Regions from separate parts of the Sus scrofa genome. Here regions 1 and 2 are each linked to region 3. A link is a contact called in public HiChIP or PLAC-seq data. All regions are on one chromosome and are shown on one strand. Each heading gives the region's core, a stretch centred on a gene start, on an enhancer-like site or on the middle of the called end of the contact. The rest is flanking DNA. Distances are from core to core; before and after follow the strand shown.

Region 1 (3,775 bases), core at 1,254-3,753, 550 kb before region 3:
CCCACCCCTGAACTGTCTCCTTTGGAAATCATACATTTATCAAAGTCTGTGAGTCAGTATCTGTTCTGCAAAGAAGTTCATTGTGTCCTTTTTTAAGATTCCACATGTGAGTGATAGCATATGATGTTGGTGTCTCACTGTCTGGCTAACCTCACTTCGCATGATAATTTCTAGGTCCGCCCATGTTGCTGCAAATGCCATTATTTGTTTCCTTTTAACGGCTGAGTCCTTCAATGACTTTATTTTCTGTTGAATAAGGGCCAAGCCACTTTGTTTCGCACTTTACCTGGAATCTCCACACACTCTGGCCCTCGCCCCATTTACAATCCAATGCCCGATGACTTGCCTACCTCGTGCCATATGCCAGCCTAAACAGATTATTTGGTCTTTTCCTGACAAAGGCTTCATTTTTTTGGCCATTGAGCTTTTGGATTCTCATGCATTCTTGTCAAAAGGAGTGCCATTTATTCTTAACCTCATTTCAGTTTTGCTAGGTCAAATCTTACCCAGGATTGAAAACCTGGCTCTAAAAACCCCTTCGTGATGGCTCATTACAACTCCACGAAGTATCCTTGAACCCTTCCTCCAGTTTTTACTTCAAACTTCTCATGCGCACCTGTCACATTGTATAGCACCATGATTCGTGCAATCTGTAATGATTCCAGCTAGTGTTTGTTTTCATGGATGATTACCATAAAGCATATTCCATTCCTGGGATTATGGGAAATATAGAAGAATGATGGCATGCTAGAAGGGTTGGGGTAAAATAACTCGTAACACATGTTTGAAATAGGAAGACTTCACTTTTTTAATTTAGTTTTTATTTTATCTTTTTTTTTTTTTTTTGCTTTTTAGGGCCACACCTACGGCACATGGAAGTTCTCAATCCCAGGCTAGGGGTCGAATTGGAGCTGCAGCTGCTGGCCTACACAACAACCACCGCAATACCAGAACCCAGCTGTGTCTGCTACCTACACCACAGCTAATGGCAATGCCGGATCCTTAACCCACTAAGTGAGGCCAGGGATTGAACCTGCAACCTCATGGTTCCCGGTTGGATTCATTAACCACTGAGCCATAATGGGAACTCCTATTGTAAAATTTTTAACATGTCCTTGGACCGTGATTTCTATAGCATTTATTTGATTTTGACATTTATTTGACTTAGGGCATGGCCAATGATTTATTTATAATTTACTTATAATTCCATCATCTAGTACTTCTCATCTTTCCATCCATGGGTACTAATTTTACTGCTCTGATAAAGGCCTTAATATTTTAATAGTAAAATATTTAATTTTAATTTAATATTAAATTAAATTAGGCTTAATTATTTTCAGGCTTTAATATTTTCACTTTTTTTTTTTTTCTTTTTGGCTGAGCCCTTGGCATGTGGAAGTTCCCAACCTGTGCCACAGCAGTCACAACACCAGATCCTTAACCAGCTACGACACCAGGGAACTCCCACTTATCCCTTTCCTGAAAAATCACTGCTCTCATTATAGCTAGTGCCTGCCTCATCGTTTCTCCCTGAAAACCATGCAAAGTCCAGCATGAGAAGGTTTGGGGTGGGAGTGCTTGGCTTATTTTACTAGAAATTGTCAACGTTGTTATTCATCATTAATTGCTCTCCCAGTCCATTCAATCTTCCAGGGGCCTTCCTCTGAAGAAAGATATCTCTATCAGATAGAGGATAATTCCTATTCCCATTTTATTACCTATGTCTTATTCATGACTGTCTTGAGGGCATGTAGAAATTTCTAAGTATTTGTAGATGAATACATATCTTACTGTGGTGATTTGGCTTCTTAATTTGTGTCCCCCACTAGATTTTTTTTGGTTTTTTGTTAATGTCTGCACCTGCAGCATATGGAAGTTCCCAGGCTAGGGGTCTAATCAGAGCTGCATTGAACCGACATCCTCAAGGATATCAGTCAGGTTCTTAACCCACTGAGCCACGACGGGAACTCTAGATTGTAAATTTTTTAAGGGTAAAGATTTCAGTTTAGACATCTTTGTGTCATTTGTCACCCCAAGCAGTGTCTTGCGTGGATCAAGTTCAGCAAATATGTGTTGTATGAGTTGCTAAGCATCTGCTTGTCACCCCGTGAGCTTTGAATGAAGAGGCAGACCCAATTTTTGGAAATTTCACAGCCTCATTTGCTGTTCCAGCTTCCTTGCATTGGACTCTAATCATATTTTTAAGGTCCAGATCTAACTTTTTCATCCACTTATCCATTCATAGCTTTTAGCTTTTGTCTGTTTTGATGTTTATCTCACTATCTTAGAACTATTAGAAGGTCTGATTCTTTTTTTTTTCTTTTTTCTTTTGAGGGCCACACCCATGGCATATGGAAGTTCCCAGGCTAGGGGCTGAATCGGAGCTGTAGCTGCCAGCCAACAACACCACAGCACAGCAACGCAGGATCTGAGCCAGCCGCATCTGCCACCTACACCACAGCTCATGGCACTTCAAGCTCCTTAATCCACTGGGCAGGGCCAGGGATCAAACTTGCCTTCTCATGGACACGAGTCAGGTTCGTTAATGCTGAGCCACAGTGGGAACTCCTAGAAGGTCAGATTTCAAGTGCTGTTTCTCGAACTTATTAGAAGTGTGGTTTTGAGGAACTAAAACTGAGTATTTTCTCATCCATGAAGAGATAAGGATTGTACTTATCAAAAAACTGGTAAGAATTAAAAGACAAGCAGATGGTAGTAACAGGAAGGCATGTGAGCCTTCTGAGCATGGAAAATGAATATACGTGCATAAGGGTAATGAATTTGGTCCTAATTCACAGTTAGCTTTCCAGAGATGAAACTGGCTGTCAGTTGAGACAGGAAGTCGACAGCGCTACCTCAGAGCAAGTTGCAGGCCCCTGGCAAGCTAAGATGTTTACGATCTTGTTCATTTCTGGCATGCTATAATCCCACGTAGATCTTGTGCTGAGAAAGTCCCTCACATGTTAACGCAGTTTATTTACTCGAGTTTTCTTACCCTTGAGGTATGACAGATCTACTCACTGTTTTCCTTCTAGTGGTGGAATAAGAGCGATTGGCTGAGAAGCAGTTCAGGAAGAAAAAGTCCTAGAAATTTTACTTCACATGCAACCTTATAAGAAACACCTAATCCACTTTCTGAACTCCTGGAATGAGGCTATATTAGTAGAAACATTGAGGCCAGAACAAGGGATATAATACACTGTCCTGCTAAATCCAATAAGGAGTACTGGTTCTAGCTTTCTTCTTCTTCTTCTTTTTTCTTTGCTATTTTTAGGGCTGCACCTGCAGCATATGGAAGTTCCCAGACTAGGAGTCGAATTGAAGCTGCAGCTGCTGGCCTACACCGCAGCCACAGCAATGTGGGGTGGAGTTGCAGCTGTGACCCATGCCATAGCTACAGCAATGCCAGATACGTTAACCCCCTAATCGAGGCCAGGGATTGAACTCGCATCCTCATGGATACTAGCCGGGTTTGTTACCACTGAGCCACAGTGGAAACTCCCTAGATTTATTCTTCTGATTTTAACAGGGATAATGAGGGGTTCCCATTGTGGCACAGTGGGTTAAAAAGCTGGCTGCAGCAGCTCAGGTTGCTGGGAGGCATGGGTTCAATCCCTGGCCCGGCGCAGTGGGTGAAAGGATCTGGCATTGCTGCAGCTGTGGCACAGTTCACAGCAGCAGCTTGGATTCAGTCCCTGGCCCAGGAACTGCCGTATGCCCTGGGTGTGGCCATTTAAAAAAAAAAAAAAAGGAGATTATTGACAAACTCGCTAAC
Region 2 (3,629 bases), core at 65-2,564, 810 kb before region 3:
ATTACAAAATACTTTAGTTTTTTATATTGGAACTTTTTTTACTATTGACTTATCTTTCCATAAGCACTTCTTCAGAAAATCACCCTCATTTAAGTCTTCCTCCACCACTTTTTAGGCATCATTGCAAATATTTGTATTGACTGAAACATAAAATATACTCCTCCTTACTATTTTTTATTATCATTATTATTTTCGTTTTAGGGCTGCACCTGCAGCATATGGAAGTTCTCAGGCTAGAGGTCAAATTGGAGCTGCATCTACTGGCCTATGCCACAGCCACAGCCACGCCAGATCAAGCTGCACCTGCCACCTACACCGCATCTTGTGGCAATGCCAGATCCTTAACCCACTGAGCAAGGCCTGGGATCAAACCCGCATCCTCATGGATACTAGTCAGATTCTTAACCTGCTGAACCACAATGGGAATTCCACTGTTTTTTTAATAGTTGCTGTCTACCCTCAGAGTAGTAGTTGTTACTGCTAAAAAAAAAAAAAACAACAGTTTGTAGTTTTCCTAAAGTAGATTTTTAAACATTGTAATAACCATTTTGATGCCATTCTTCAGAATTGGTATTTAGATTGAGTCAGAAATACAAGGTGGAGACATGTAACGAAGACAGTTTAGCTTTCCGTTTAACTTAATGGCATGATGGTTTTACACATCAAATACTTTTGCTTTTACTAATGTTTTTATTAACTGTTTGTGTATTATGAGTGGTATGCTGTAGAATCCTTTCCTTTGGCATACACAAGGGTTTTTGTGGCCAGGCATACTATTAAATAGTTTTCTTGATGTGCTAGAACACAAAATTGCCAACACCAAGAACTGGCTCCTAAAGCATAAGCTCTTGGGCCATACACAGAAACATATTTATGATGTAACGTCAATGGGCCAAACAGATTTTGTGCTTTGGTCCTCTGCCTGTGCTGTTGCCTCCAGTGCATCTAACTTTCTCCCTTTACTGTCCATTTGAACACAGTGCCTGTTGAAGGGAAAGTGGGAAGTTCAGAATTGGAATGTTAATTTAACTAAACTGACATGATAGCTCTAGAATTGAAATTTAGTATATAATTCCCAAATTTGTCTATAGCATGTCTTCATCTAAGACGCTGGAATCCTGGGGTTTGAGAATTAGATCTTAGAAACCATCTAGTCTCCTCTTCCACCCAGTGAAAGACTCATTCTATAACATCCCTAACTTGGGTAATTATCTTGCCCTGCCTCCCCTTTTTTGTGGACTTGAGTTCTGTGGAGCCTTCTGCTTTGCAAGTGTTTGTTTTTGGTGTGGCTTTATGAGGTCTGCGTCCGTGTGGCTTTAGTTGGATCTTTCACTTTCTTTTTTTCAGACATTTGAGAACAGCTACTGTATTTCCTTCCTTGTGCTAAGTGTCCTGACACTTTCCTCATACAACTATTTTTATAGCTCATGCCATCCTACTTTCCTCTGGATATCTGGACATCAGTGCCCCTTGAAATGGTGAGGTCAGAATATTCTGGGTCTTTTAACGGCAAAGAGGCTTACACTTCCTTTGCTCTGAATACTCCTATCTAAGCTAGTTTTGTTTTTTAAGTAATATAATTAAAACCCATGTTATCTTAATAGTGTAACCTATTGTGAAGAAATTTTCTTTTGTTTTTAAATACCTTTTTAAAGTTGACATTTTTTGACAGAAATGTAAGGGGGGCCATGTAACAAAAACCCATATATCGCCTAGATTTAATAATAATTTTTAAGATATGAGGCATGGCTATGTTCCAGTAAGATTTTTCTCTTTCTTTTTTGCAAAACAGACGTTGGCCCATTGCTTATAGTTTTGACCCCTACCTAACCTATTATGATCTCTGTGTTTGTTTGTTTTAACTGTTAGTGTGTTGGTTCTCAAGTTTTGTGTCAACTCATTAAATAATACTATCTGGTTATGATGGTCTACTCCCTGTGAGTCCATTAAACTGTAGTAGCTATTGTTTCGTGAACACATGTTGTATGCTGTGTACTCGACATAGATAATCATATATCATATTTAATCCTTCAAGGCACCCTGGGAGATGCAGTAATGTCCTCACCAGTTTTCAGAAGAGAAAATTAAGAATGAAAGAGAGGTTAGATAGCTTACTCTGTCACATGCCTAATTGCAAACAGTAGGTCAGTGGCCCCTTCTGTAAGGTTTATGCTGTACTATTACACAGATGTGAAAGAACACCCTCTTTCTAAAAGGCAAAATAGGAGTTCCCGTCGTGGTGCAGTGGTTAACGAATCCAACTTAGGAACCATGAGGTTGCGGGTTCGGTCCCTGCCCTTGTTCAGTGGGTTAACGATCCGGCGTTGCCGTGAGCTGTGGTGTAGGTTGCAGACGCAGCTCGGATCCCGCGTTGCTGTGGCTCTGGCGTAGGCCAGGGGCTACAACTCCGATTCGACCCCTAGCCTGGGAACCTCCATATGCCTCGGGTGCTGCCCAAAGAAATAGCAAAAAGACAAAAAATAAATAAATAAATAAAAGGCAAAATATCTGCTTTTCGGAGATCCCATCATGGCCCAGTGGAAACGAATCCGCCTAGTATCCATGAGGATGCAGTTTCCATCCGTGGCGTTGCCGTGAGCTGTGGTGTAGGTCGCAGATTGCGGCTTGGATCCTGCGTTGCTGTGGCTGTTGCATAGGCCAGCAACTGTAGCTCCAATTCGACCCCATATGCTGTGGGTATGGCCCTAAAAAGCAAAAAATAAAATAAAATAAGGAGTTCCCATAGTGGCTCAGTTGTTAATGAACCAGACTAGTAACCATGAGGTTGTGGGTTCGATCCCTGGCCCCGCTCAGAGGGTTAAGGATCCGGCATTGCTGTGAGCTGTGGTATGGGTTGAAGACTCAGCTCAGATCCCATGTTGCTGTGGCTGTGGTGTGGGCCAGCAGCTGTAGCTCCGATTGGACCCCTAGCCTGGGAACCTCCATATGCCATGAGTGCGACCCTAAAAAGACAAAAGACAAAAAAAGAAAAAAATTAAATTAAATTTTTAAGATGTGCTTTTCTCCATCTTGGTCACAGGCATGTGTTCAGAGACTGTCAGGTAATCTGTTGGGATCAGCAACTCAAAATGTCTGTTTCCTAAGCTGCTGTTTTGGGAGGTTTATAAAGAATATGAGTTTAGTTTGCATGGCATATCTTATTTGTAGAGAAGAATGATCTCTAGGAGATCACCTGAGTTCATGCTGTGTTTTCAAATTAAACTATATCCAGTCTCTCCCTCCCTCTGCCATTCCTCAATTCTTTTTTTTTTTTTTTTGTTTTTTTTGTTTTTTTTTTGTTTGTTTTTTTTGCCATTTCTAGGGCTGCTCCCTCAGCATATGGAGGTTCCCAGGCTAGGGGTCGAATCGGAGCTATAGCCACTGGCCCATGCCAGAGCCACAGCAACGCCGGATCTGAGCCATGTCTGCAACCTACCCCACAGCTCACGGCAACACCAGATCCTTAACCCACTGAGCAAGGCCAGGGATCAAACCCGTAACCTCATGGTTCCTAGTTGGATTTGTTAACCACTGTGCCACGACGGGAACTCCTCAACTCTTGTATAGATAGTAATTCCGTGGTTAAACCTTGCAGGACTCCCACAATATCCTCAACTTGAATACACTTA
Region 3 (3,619 bases), core at 800-3,299:
ATGCTCTATCCCAAGAGATTAGATATAGTTCCCTGTGCTGTACAGTAGGACCTCATTGCTTTTCCATCCTGAATGTAATAGTTTGCACTCCTTCTATTGGGAGGTGTGGTCCACAGCTTGAAACTGCTTCCACCAAGAAAGTATGACAGAGATGATGCTGTGTGATTTCTGAGGCAAGGCCAGAACAGGCCATGAAGCTTCTTCCTAGTTCTCAGGATGTCTGCTGAGGGAGGGGTAGGGGGAGGATGTTAGCAACCACACAGGAAGTTCAATGACTCTTAGACCACCACACTTAGATGCTCTGGTCGACAGCCTGGCTGAGCTCCTAGCTGACAACCAGCCTCAACCACCAGCCAAGGGAGTAAGCCACCTGAGACATTCAGCCCTAACTCTCTATTATGGGTTGAATAGTGTCCCCCAGAAAGCATGTCAAGACCTAACATCTGGAACTTCTGAATGTGACCTTATTTGGAAATATGGTCTTTGCAGAGACAACCAAGTTATGATGAAGTCACACTAGACTAGAGTGGTCTCTAATATAATGGGACCGGTGTCCTTGCTAATAAAAGGAACTTTGGACATAGTGACACACACAAGGAGAAGATGACCCTGGGAAGAGGAAGACAGGGAGAATGCCACATGACAATGAAGGCAGAGATTGATGGGATCCGTCTATAAGGCAAGAGAAACAGCCAACCAAGACCCTCCCAACGTCCTGACCCTCCCAGCTGTGAGCAAAATGAAATGGTTGTTTTTTGAGGTAATTTGTTATATAGCAATGATAACTGGCACCCATTCGCCCTCCAGGTTTCAATGTAGCCTTCACATCTAGGAAGCTTTCCTGATCTCCTCAAGCCTTCCATGCACGTTCCTCCTCCAAACTCCCACAGCACCTTTCTTTACCCCACTGTACGCTCTGCAGTGTCCATGGAACCCATACGTCAGCTGACCCCCAAAGCCAGCCTTTCCTTTTGCCTTACCCCCAGCAACTCCTCATATTCACCCAAAACTCACCCTCTTCATCTCAAAGTCTCACTAAAAGATTTTTTTTTTTCCTTTTAGGGCCATACCTGCAGCATATGGAAGTTCCTAGGATAGGGGTTGAATCAGAGCTGCAGCTGCCAGCTTACACCACAGCCACAGCAACACGGGATCCAAGCTGCATCTGTGACCTACACCACAGCTCACAGCAACACTGGATCCTTAATCCACTGAGCGAGGCCAGGGACCAAACCTGCATCCTCATGGATACTGTTTGGATTTGTGATCTGCTGAGCCACAAGAGGAACACCTTATTAAAGGTTTTATACAGGAAATAGAAGAGAAAGATTATAATGTGCACTCACAGAGCAGGTATGAAATATTCACTATTAGACTTTCGTTTCTCTGTTTAGCCTGAAGTCTTCCAGGGGTTTTCACTGCAGAAGTTCTCAGACCCTCCAATGTCAATCATATTCCGTAAGGAAGAGAAAGTATTGAGGGCTGGTTGCCCAACTTATGAAATCATTGAACTCTTCATGAGCAGCTTTAAAGGCCTGGGATATATGTCATTCAACTATAAATACACATTGTTATTATGAATTCCTTCCAAGTAATAAATTACACATTCTTGCCCCAAAGTTAGGGACTCTCTGAAAAACGAGTGGGACCTCGGGCATCTTACTTTTGTTTCTTTATCATCGTTAAGAAGTCTTAGAACGAATTTCTGGAGAGAACCTTGAAGAGTCTTATCACTCTGACTCACGTTTAATGTGCTTCATATCGACAGCACCACAGAAGAGCTAAAAAACTCCCACTTCCCCGCTGCCCAAGCCAAATAGAAAGCCATTTGAGGCACATCGAGTACTCAATTTTCCTGCTCATTACTTTTTTTAGATTGAGGTATAATGTGAGTAGACTATTAAGAAGCTTCCGGCTCCCACGGATGTGGCACAGAGAAGGTCGAATAGAGCCAGAAGGAAGTTTTGATGGTGCTGCTGACATCTTCAGGCAGTTCTATCACCCCCCCCTCCAAAAGACCTTAAGGATCTGCTAAAAAGTTTTGTTTGCAAATCTTTGTCGAGGACAATTTGTTTGCAAATGTTTGTAAAGGACAAAGCAAAGGACATGATTTTCTAGCCACTGAGAGGTGTGGGTGATTTATGTGAGCAGCCGGCCCAGTTCGTGAACTCCGGCCCAGCGTTGGCTGGTGCTACGCAAGGCTTCCCCCGGGACCTCTTGTGTTTCCTATTACTCGCGCTGTGCCTGGGCTCCGCGCGGGCTCGTTTGTCCTACGATTTTTATCTGTACGGTTTTCTTTAATCATAAGAGCTTGAAATGCAAGAACTGTGCATATTAGACCTCTTACAGAGTGAAGCGAAAACCAATCGTGGCCTTTTAGTACTTGCAATTCCAGGACAACAACAAACGCCGCTAAGTCTCCAGCAGTCGGCCGGCTCACTGCGCCTGTGCGGTGCAGCCGGGGGCGGGACCGGAGGCGGGGGCGGGGCCGCCGGCGCCGGGTGGGGGCGGGGCAGCGCGGTCCGGCCGGCCGGGTACCTCCGGCCCCGCCCGAACGCAGCGCTGGAAGGCGGGGCCCGCGGGGCTGCGGACGTTGGCCTCCGCCGCCCCGCAAAGGCCTCATGATTTCAAACTTTTGCTGAACTTGTAAAAGCGGCATTTGGATGATGGATTAATAAGAACACTGGAATTCCGTGAGAAGTTTCAAATTGGAGAATCTTGAACTTTTCATCCTCTCCAGAAGTTCTGCTGGTCACCTAATCACAGATGAATGAGGGCACCTGGCCAGCGGTCCAGAGCTGATGCAGGCCTATACTGGTGTGTCGGCAAGCATGATGAAGATGAAGAAAAAGTCGTCCCACAAAACACATCGGAGCAGTGTGGGCACCAGCACACCAGTTTCCCAGCCTCCGCGGAGCATCGTAGGCTGCAGGATTCAGCATGGGTGGAAAGAGGGAGAAGGCCCTGTCACCCAGTGGAAAGGAACCGTTCTGGACCAGGTGCCTGTAAATCCTTCTTTGTATCTTATAAAATACGATGGAGTTGACTGTGTTTATGGACTAGAACTTAATGAAGATGAAAGGGTTTCTGCGCTTGAAGTCCTCCCCGATAGAGTTGCAACATCTCAAATCAGCGATGCACACCTAGCGGACACGATGATTGGCAAAGCAGTGAAGCACGTGTTTGAGACCGAGGATGGCTCTAAGGCCGAGTGGAGGGGAATGGTCCTAGCCCGTGTCCCTGTAATGAGCACGTGGTTTTACATCACCTATGAGAAAGATCCTGTCTTGTATATGTACCAACTCTTGGATGATTATAAAGAAGGAGACCTTCACATTATGCCTGATTCTATTGATTCACCTCCAGCAGAAAGAGAACCAGAAGTTGTGGACAACCTGGTAGGCAAACAAGTGGAATATGCCAAAGAAGATGGCTCTAAAAGGACTGGCATGGTCATCCATCAAGTAGAGGCCAAACCGTCTGTCTGTTTCATCAAGTTTGATGATGATTTCCATATTTACGTCTACGATTTGGTGAAAACAACCTAGGTGTCATCACGAACTTTGCCAAATTTGTGGAACTATTAAATGTATAATTTGTAGATGTAAAGATTTGATTG

Evidence for each region. HiChIP or PLAC-seq counts read pairs in DNA pulled down with a chosen protein or histone mark.
Region 1: an H3K27ac HiChIP or PLAC-seq map of alveolar macrophages shows a contact between it and region 3. The contact joins two enhancer-like sites. A contact is called at or near these places in 1 of 47 Hi-C or Micro-C datasets (embryonic fibroblasts) and 1 of 2 datasets of contacts at active chromatin or transcription factors (alveolar macrophages).
Region 2: a contact with region 3 is called in an H3K27ac HiChIP or PLAC-seq map of alveolar macrophages. The contact joins two enhancer-like sites. A contact is called at or near these places in 2 of 2 datasets of contacts at active chromatin or transcription factors (alveolar macrophages and skeletal muscle).

The regions. Positions count from the first base shown.
Region 1 is chr1:29,658,904-29,662,678 of Sscrofa11.1, reverse strand. It overlaps a transcript of SGK1 not described here. Among named protein-coding and RNA genes, the nearest start is that of SGK1, 87 kb to the left of the region's middle. Within about 2 kb of position 2,503, at least 3 of the 83 cell types and tissues checked have an H3K27ac peak or open chromatin away from gene starts, as enhancers often do. A contact at or near this core is called in alveolar macrophages, where this site is marked.
Region 2 is chr1:29,918,481-29,922,109 of Sscrofa11.1, reverse strand. The region is part of intron 1 of TBPL1 (TATA box-binding protein-like protein 1); the gene reads left to right. Among named protein-coding and RNA genes, the nearest start is that of TBPL1, 16 kb to the left of the region's middle. Within about 2 kb of position 1,314, at least 15 of the 83 cell types and tissues checked have an H3K27ac peak or open chromatin away from gene starts, as enhancers often do. A contact at or near this core is called in alveolar macrophages, where this site is marked.
Region 3 is chr1:29,107,906-29,111,524 of Sscrofa11.1, reverse strand. It overlaps the pseudogene LOC110260030. Among named protein-coding and RNA genes, the nearest start is that of ALDH8A1, 49 kb to the right of the region's middle. Within about 2 kb of position 2,049, at least 56 of the 83 cell types and tissues checked have an H3K27ac peak or open chromatin away from gene starts, as enhancers often do. A contact at or near this core is called in alveolar macrophages, where this site is marked.